Linked DNA regions of Mus musculus: region 2 is linked to region 1. A link is a contact called in public Hi-C data. All regions are on one chromosome and are shown on one strand. Each heading gives the region's core, a stretch centred on a gene start, on an enhancer-like site or on the middle of the called end of the contact. The rest is flanking DNA. Distances are from core to core; before and after follow the strand shown.

What was found. Hi-C and Micro-C count contacts between places; a contact is called where the count stands out from the background.
Region 2: a contact with region 1 is called in a Hi-C map of bone marrow-derived macrophages, with 2.3 times the contacts expected there. The contact joins two enhancer-like sites. A contact is called at or near these places in 1 of 39 promoter capture datasets (neural stem cells), 3 of 484 Hi-C or Micro-C datasets (bone marrow-derived macrophages and immediate neuronal precursor) and 1 of 115 datasets of contacts at active chromatin or transcription factors (pancreatic cancer cells).

What each region holds. Positions count from the first base shown.
Region 1 is chr11:119,989,277-119,992,732 of GRCm38.p6, reverse strand. All of the region lies in intron 6 of Baiap2 (brain-specific angiogenesis inhibitor 1-associated protein 2), which reads right to left. Among named protein-coding and RNA genes, the nearest start is that of Mir3065, 24 kb to the left of the region's middle. Within about 2 kb of position 1,297, at least 154 of the 459 cell types and tissues checked have an H3K27ac peak or open chromatin away from gene starts, as enhancers often do. A contact at or near this core is called in bone marrow-derived macrophages, neural stem cells and pancreatic cancer cells, where this site is marked.
Region 2 is chr11:120,260,309-120,263,856 of GRCm38.p6, reverse strand. The region is part of intron 3 of Bahcc1 (BAH domain and coiled-coil containing 1); the gene reads right to left. Among named protein-coding and RNA genes, the nearest start is that of Gm11772, 24 kb to the right of the region's middle. Within about 2 kb of position 2,221, at least 199 of the 459 cell types and tissues checked have an H3K27ac peak or open chromatin away from gene starts, as enhancers often do. A contact at or near this core is called in bone marrow-derived macrophages, neural stem cells and pancreatic cancer cells, where this site is marked.

The DNA of each region.
Region 1 (3,456 bases), core at 48-2,547:
GGGATAGCATGTGCCTGGTGAGGGGTCTTCACCATAGAGCATGAACTGAAAAATGACCTATCCCTCGCCTTTTCATCTGGGTTATCTGGGTTTCACCTGGGCATCCAATCTGGGTGGCCTTGGGAGCCCCCTCAATCCTCAAGATACTCTGGGCTCAAGAGAGATATGTGGTCAAATGATTCCATAGGATTCTGAGAGCACTGCTTTCCCCAAGCCCCATCTAAAGACGCAATCCCTTTGAAGCCCCTGAGGTCACAGGTACTTCTCTGGCCACCAACAGCGGTCTTGTCCCAACTACTCTTGAGCTTCCTGGGGGAAACATAACCTACCCAGGAAGGTTCTTGTCAAAAAGCCCAGGACCAGTGCAACCTCCAGACCTGACTATCTATTCTGAATGTGCCAAGACAGAGGGGTAGGGGAATTCAGAGAGTCCAGGGATGTCAACTTCACAGGGACCAGGGAGAAGGTGGTATCAGGTGACATTTGGCAGTTGACATTTAGTGGGGATAGTCACAAACTGTAAAGATAAAGGGATTTTGGGGATGGGTGGATGTGCTGACACATACCATGAAGACAGACGTTCCAACTGGAAGTGTATAGCTCAGTGGTAGGCGCCTGCATAGCACAGGAGATGCCCTGGGCTCCACCTCAGCCTGGCACAGAGGTGTGTGCTGCACACCAGCATTCCCAGCACTCCTGAGGGTCTCCTCAGCGATATAGAGAATGAGGCTCACCTAGAATCCCTGAGATCTTGCCATTTTAAAACCAACCAACCTAAGAGAATGCTCCTGCCTCTGTGTTTGTTTCTGTTTGTCACTGCTGAATCCTTATCCACCTGCCTAGAGAACCCACATCCTAGGGACCCCCATACTTGGCTGGGGTGGTCCGTGGCAGTGACTTGTATCAGTTATATGTAGTTTACAATTTGAAAGAAAGCCTCAATCAATAGATAGAAGCCATCCACACCAACAGAAACCACTGGACAGAGCTATGCTATAAGAATGTGTGTGGAACTTGGTTTCATAGCTAAACCTTACTATGATAATCAAACTGCCCAAGTGTCAAGGAAGGGTCTATTTACACCCAGGTATACGCAGACGCCTCTCTAGTGCATCTCTTGCGCCCACCCCTCTTAGGCTGAACTCCCACCAGCCTGGAGCAGCTGTTGCAGAAGCGCTTCCTAAGGCGACTGTCTTCCAGCAGGGGGCAGGCCTGAGCTGCCAGGGTGCTCACAGCTGACTCACAGCCACCTCGGCGGAGCTCTGACTCAGCGTGGGTGGGCGGCTGAGCTGTGGGCGGCAGAGGGGGTTGGAGCAGGCTGTTCCCTTAGCATCTCCCCACACAAGGCTCAGCTGGAGGGACAGAAGAGGGGGAAGCCCAGCTGGGTGGGGGCTGGTCTCCACCGAGGCTATCGGTGCCAACTCTGCCTACCAGCCAGCACCAATCTCTCCAAGGTCAAGGCCTGCCATACTCACACCCTTGCCACCAAACCTACACAGATTGCTGCTTCTGCCCTGCAGCCCCACACTAAACTCCTGCCCTCCCCACTGACAGGACCAGTCTGAGAAGGCCTGAGAATAGGTCTTGGTCCTCTCAAGCGGCAGCAGGGCCCAGCCATAAGGTCTGCCAGGTGGGACTCAAGACAGTTATTGTAACAAGAGAAGTCAAAATAGCAGGTGAGAGTGGTGTTCCAGCCTGACAGTGGGTTCTGCTGCTGTGATGGGGGGGGGCGGGGGGGGCGCGTTCCCTCCTCCCTCTCTGATCCTCTTCTCTCTTCTCTCTCCTCCACAGCGTCAAGTACTTTTCCTTCGGTTATGCAACATGCGCCTACCAGGGCTTCCTGCTCCCTGAACCTCCCCTGCACTCCAGGGTCCTCTGGGAAGTAGGGGGTGGGGCACGAGTCTTGTTGCCCCCACAGGAGCTGTGCTGGGAGGACTCCAGGGAGTCTTGGAGGAGGCTCAGCCTGGGTGTGAGCTCCTTCCCAAGCTTTAGAGAAGAGTGGTGGGATGAGACCAGACATACTCTGGGTCAGGAAGGAGTGGGCTATTCTCCAGGAGAGGAGCACACCTGCCAGTCACCATATAGGGCTTAGCACTGGCCTCTTGGATCCCACTCATTCCATCCCAGGCATCAACTGTCTGGTGCTGGGGCTCTCTGGTCTTCAGGGCTGAACTAGGCTGTGAGTAGAGTTCCTCCTATGACTCCTGTTCCTCTGGCACAGGGATGGACACACGGACACACACACACACACACACACACACACGTACACACACACACGTACGTCTCAGCTTGGTGGCCAGCTAAGGAACAGTCAAGGTTCTGAAGGCTAGGGTGGACCCTTGCGCCACTGCCCTTTCCAGAGACTTCTCAAGGACAACAACAGGCAAAAGGGCTCAGCAGCAGAGTCTTACAAGCAGAGCCGAGGTGCTGTGACAGGAGAGAGAAGGTGCCAGTGATAATCTGCATCATTTCGTTATCTTGGGACTTCAGAAAAGAGGCACCACTTGGAACGGTCACCTAGGACATCAGCATAAACCAGGCCACAAGGCCCCCTGGGTCTCCTTGCCCTGAGAACAGCACCTTCCAAACTGAGGCCTGAAGCCAGCCCACCAGCAGCAGTTTCTGGGTTTGTAGGCTGCGCACTACCTTTACAGAGGCTTTCAGCTCCCTGGGGTACAGGGCACCGGTGTGGGGCCCGGCCTCATTAGCAGGGTCTGACAGCCTGAGTTAGGAGAGCATGGCGTCTTATTTTTAAGATTTCCATTTACTTATGCACCCCCAGGAATAAGTGTAACCTCACAGGTCACACTTCTGCACCTAGGGGTGGTCCATGAAAAGGGGAGGGGACAGAGCATCAGAGCAGTGCACTTAGAAGGACTTTAAAATCCCCAGCTTGAGGGGGGTGCAGCTAGAGCCCTGGACCACATACCAGCCTGGGATGGCATCACCAGCTTCAGCCTGACCTGGGAGAAGGTCCTAAGGCAGCAGGCAGCAGCACAGCGAAGCCTGCCATTGACATGTGGCTGCCACTTCTGTCTAGGAATAACAACCGACTTCCCTGACCTCCTTTTCCAGGCCACCGGCTCCTCTCAGACAGCCCACAATTTTGCCAGGAAGATCCTGGAAATCTGGACCAAGTGAAGTGTCAACATGCAAGGGAGACAGCAGAGGACAGGGGATGGGTGGTGTGAGCCTGCAGGGGTCTAGTCTCCTCATCACTGGAGTGAGCCGAGCACTCCAGTGTGATGCGACGGCTACACTTTCCGGAGAGCAGAGTAGAAAACACGACCCGGGCCTGCACTGCCAGTACCTTGGCATCGGGCCATTTAAAATGGCATAAAGCCTGTCCCCCAGTGGCCAGGTTCCTGCTGTCCCCACCCACCCCACATTGCCTCACAGCTCCTTGCTTAGCTGGGTGCTATGGAAACAGCACTATAGAAACGCCCAACTGAAAGC
Region 2 (3,548 bases), core at 972-3,471, 270 kb before region 1:
GGGGCTGGGGAACTCAACTGATGATGGGCAAACCATGACACAGGAGTATCCTGGATGTGGCCCCAGCACCTGCTGGCATTTAGGACAACAGCCCTGCCACCCACAGCTTCAGGGTGGTCCACTGTGCCGGGACTCCACTCATGGTCAGTGAGCAGGTGCGTCTGGCTGGCAACTGTTTTTGCCCAGGTTGGACTCAAGGAACCAGGAAGAACTTTGCCTGGTGACCATGGCCACTGGCCACCTCTGTACCCCCAATGTATATCTGAGGACAGGTGCAGAGAGAAGGAGCTATCTATAAAGCACTAGTCCTGGGCTGTTCTGTGTCCAGGCAGCTCTGATAACCAGTGTACTTAACAGGTGAAGAAACAGGCTCAGAGCCTTTGAGCACAGGAACTCAAGGCCAATGTAGCTCTTGGGGCTGTGACAAGCAGAGTGTGAAGCTCTGAGACCTTGTCATTGGTTCCTGCAGGTTGCAGTGAGGCTGGCTGGAGATATTCTAACAAGTAGGACTTCCTCATTTCCAGAGGCTCCTTGTGGATAAGGGTGCGGACAGAAAGGGGACACTTCACTCATAGAGACCGCAGGTGCACAGATGGCCCAGGCGGTTAGGTGTGTGTGCCCCTCCTGCAGAGGACTCAAGCTCTGTTCCCAGCATCTGTATCTGATGGCTCACAACTACCTGTCACCTAGCTCCAGGAGACCCAATGCCCTCTTCTGGGCTCCATGGGCACCTGTACCCACATAGAGAAACCCATTCGTACACATAATTAAAAATAAATCTTAAAAAAAAAAAAATTAAAAAAAAGGAGAGATTGCAGGGTGCAATGGCTCATTCCCACAGCGGCAACGAGGAGGCAGAGATCAAGGGATCATTGCAATTTAGAAACCAGATTCGTCTTCATAGCAAGTCCTGAGCCAGCCAGAGTTACATGGCAAGTCTGTTTCAAGAAAACTAAATGGAATAGAAAAAAGAATGGGAGCGACATCCAGGGTCTGAAGAAATAGCGTTAGGGTACGCGCAGCCACTAGGGGGCAGTACCAGGGGATGGAGTCTGATGGGCCACCCATGAGGGTGGATGTGGGATAGGACCTGTCTCCTGGATGGACATGTTCCAGCCCCTGCTTGCTTGCCCCTGTGGTAAGTTTTGGAGCCTCCTAAGGTACTGAGGGAGACAGGCAGCTGGAGAAACGAAGGAGTGTGTGGGGTCTGGAGGAGCAGGGTACACTTGGTGGTGGCTCCTGTCTCACTGGAATGCAGCCAGACATGGATGGAGAAGTGGCCACCAGGGTGGGTGTGGCTTTCACAGAAGCTGGCTAGGCAGGCAGCCAGTGCTGGCACGTGTACCCATGGCTCCCCCTCCAGGTGGCATAAGAGACCACGGACCAGCAGGGCTGAGTCAGCTCCAAGCTCCTGTATCCATCCCCAAGCCCCTAGCAACAGCATCTTCTTTCATTGCCCTGTGGGTGGTCCCAAGCAGGCAGGGGGGCGGATGGGGGGGGCCCTTACTGACAATAGGGCCAGCTGTGCCATGCCACACCCCAGCCCCGTCCACTCAGGCCAGGTTGGCATCTAGCCACTCACCTCTGCCCCAGGCTAGTTCTGCTGTCCACCCTACCCCAAAGCCCTGCTGTCCGTTTCTGGCAAGACACATCATCTTGGGTGAGCTAAGGGGCCAGAAGGCCTGGGGCTCAACAAGCAGATCCTGCTCTGGGCCAGATGTTCCAGGGCGGCTCCTCCAACACTAGGGTGCATCCCTTGAACCCCCAGCTGTTCCAGGCACACAGGAAGCCTGATCCCCCGCTCTACAGCTGCCTTACAGATGGTGAGGAGAGGGTGTTCTGGCTGCCTGAGAGTCCCCGTCAAAGAGTAGGAGAGCACCTACCGCTAACTCCCACATGAAGTTAGCCACTCCCTGTCAGCCCTCTCTGCCTGGCCTACCTGCCCTAGGCTCAAGCAGAAGGCAGCAGCAAGCAAGCTAAGCTGAGAGAGTCCCTGCCTCTCTCCATTCTAGAGGGGGTTTAAGGGAGCAGGAGAAGGCTAAAGCTGGGCCTCCTGGCCTATTGCCCAGGAAGCCCCCATGCTGATGGCCCCCATTCTTTGGCCCTGTCGCGTGCCCCCTGCCTGCCTTGCCCCCCACCCTCCTGTACACACATGGCCGAGAAACAGGCCCCAGCACGTGGAGCCAGCTGGCACCCCGTCAGACTAGCAGCCAGGCACGCTGCCAGGGCAGCCAGCCAGACTGCCACTCGCTCCTACCCCGCCCGCCCTGGCCTCTACCGCACAGAGCAGGCTGCACCATGTGGCCTGTCAGGGAGTAAGGCTGCAGACGTAGAAGACGGGGGAACCCCTGCGGGGAGGAGGGGGGACACCCTAGGGTTGGGAGGAGCTGATGGTGAAGAGGTAACCTGAGGCTCAGGCCTGAGAGGTATGCGCTGTCATATGACTCCAGACAGATGTGGACTTGCCGCCACTCTCGTGGGACTGGGAAGGTTGCAAGTGTGCACTTTCCACTTTGGGACCACTGCTTCTCCACATGCCTGTCTCCAGCCCCCAGTGGGCCCTGTGCTCTGCGGGGTGGAGCCCTGAACATCCTGCCTCTTGTCCTGCATGCACCCGGGATGGCCCTCCCCTACCTGACTCTGGGAACTTTGTCTTGCACCTGCCACAGTGGGTGCCCAGCAGCGGGCAAAGAGACTCCTGCTGCCCTTGGAGCTGGTCTCAGAGACAAAAGCTCTCTCCTTGTGACACAGCCAGGCCTCGAGTCAGGATGGGGGACAGAGCCGAGAACTCTCCGCAGCGCACTGCCTGGATACTGGCTTTCACCAGCCAAGTGGGCATCCTTGGGGCTTGGCCTTGGAAACAGGACCTGCAGAGGCTGGCCCTCAAGTGGGGTCTGAGGTTTGAGGGCGCTTAGGGTGGGTCATAAGCAATTTTACCAGACAACCGTTGACACAAGGGGAAGTAAATGGTTATGGGTGTCACCAGCAGGCCTCCACTCACCCTCTGGAAAGAGTGGCCCAATAGGGAACAGGACTGGACTCTAGGGCAGGTGGTGCCACCCACAAACTGCCCTTCTTGCTGGTGGTGTCTCCTGGGGTAGGATGGACAGGAAGCAGGCATGTGTGCCTACTGAGTAGGAGGTGGACAGACATTCCTGGGCACTGACGGGCCACTGCCGATTATGAGGACAGAAGTCAGGTCAGGTGGCCTGGGTATCCCAGTGCGCCTATGGTCCGTCCAGGGGATGCAGCTCTTCTTGAAAAGCCTCCATTGCCCGTTCTTCCTGCTTGGCCACCCTCATCCCTTCCTGCAAACATCCCGGGAGCCAGATGCTGTGACCAGCTAGGAGATGCCCAGCAGACACAAAAGGCTGGTCGGAGAATAGAGAGCAAGTGTTTCCTGCGGGGCCTGGGGCCACCCACAGCTGGCCAGGGAGTCTCTTACTAGGGCCCAGCTCTGCCGACCCAGTATCCACCCAGGACTCTGCTGAGAAGGCAGAGGTAGAAAGCATCACAGATGGGTCTGGGATGAAGACCCCACTCTGCTG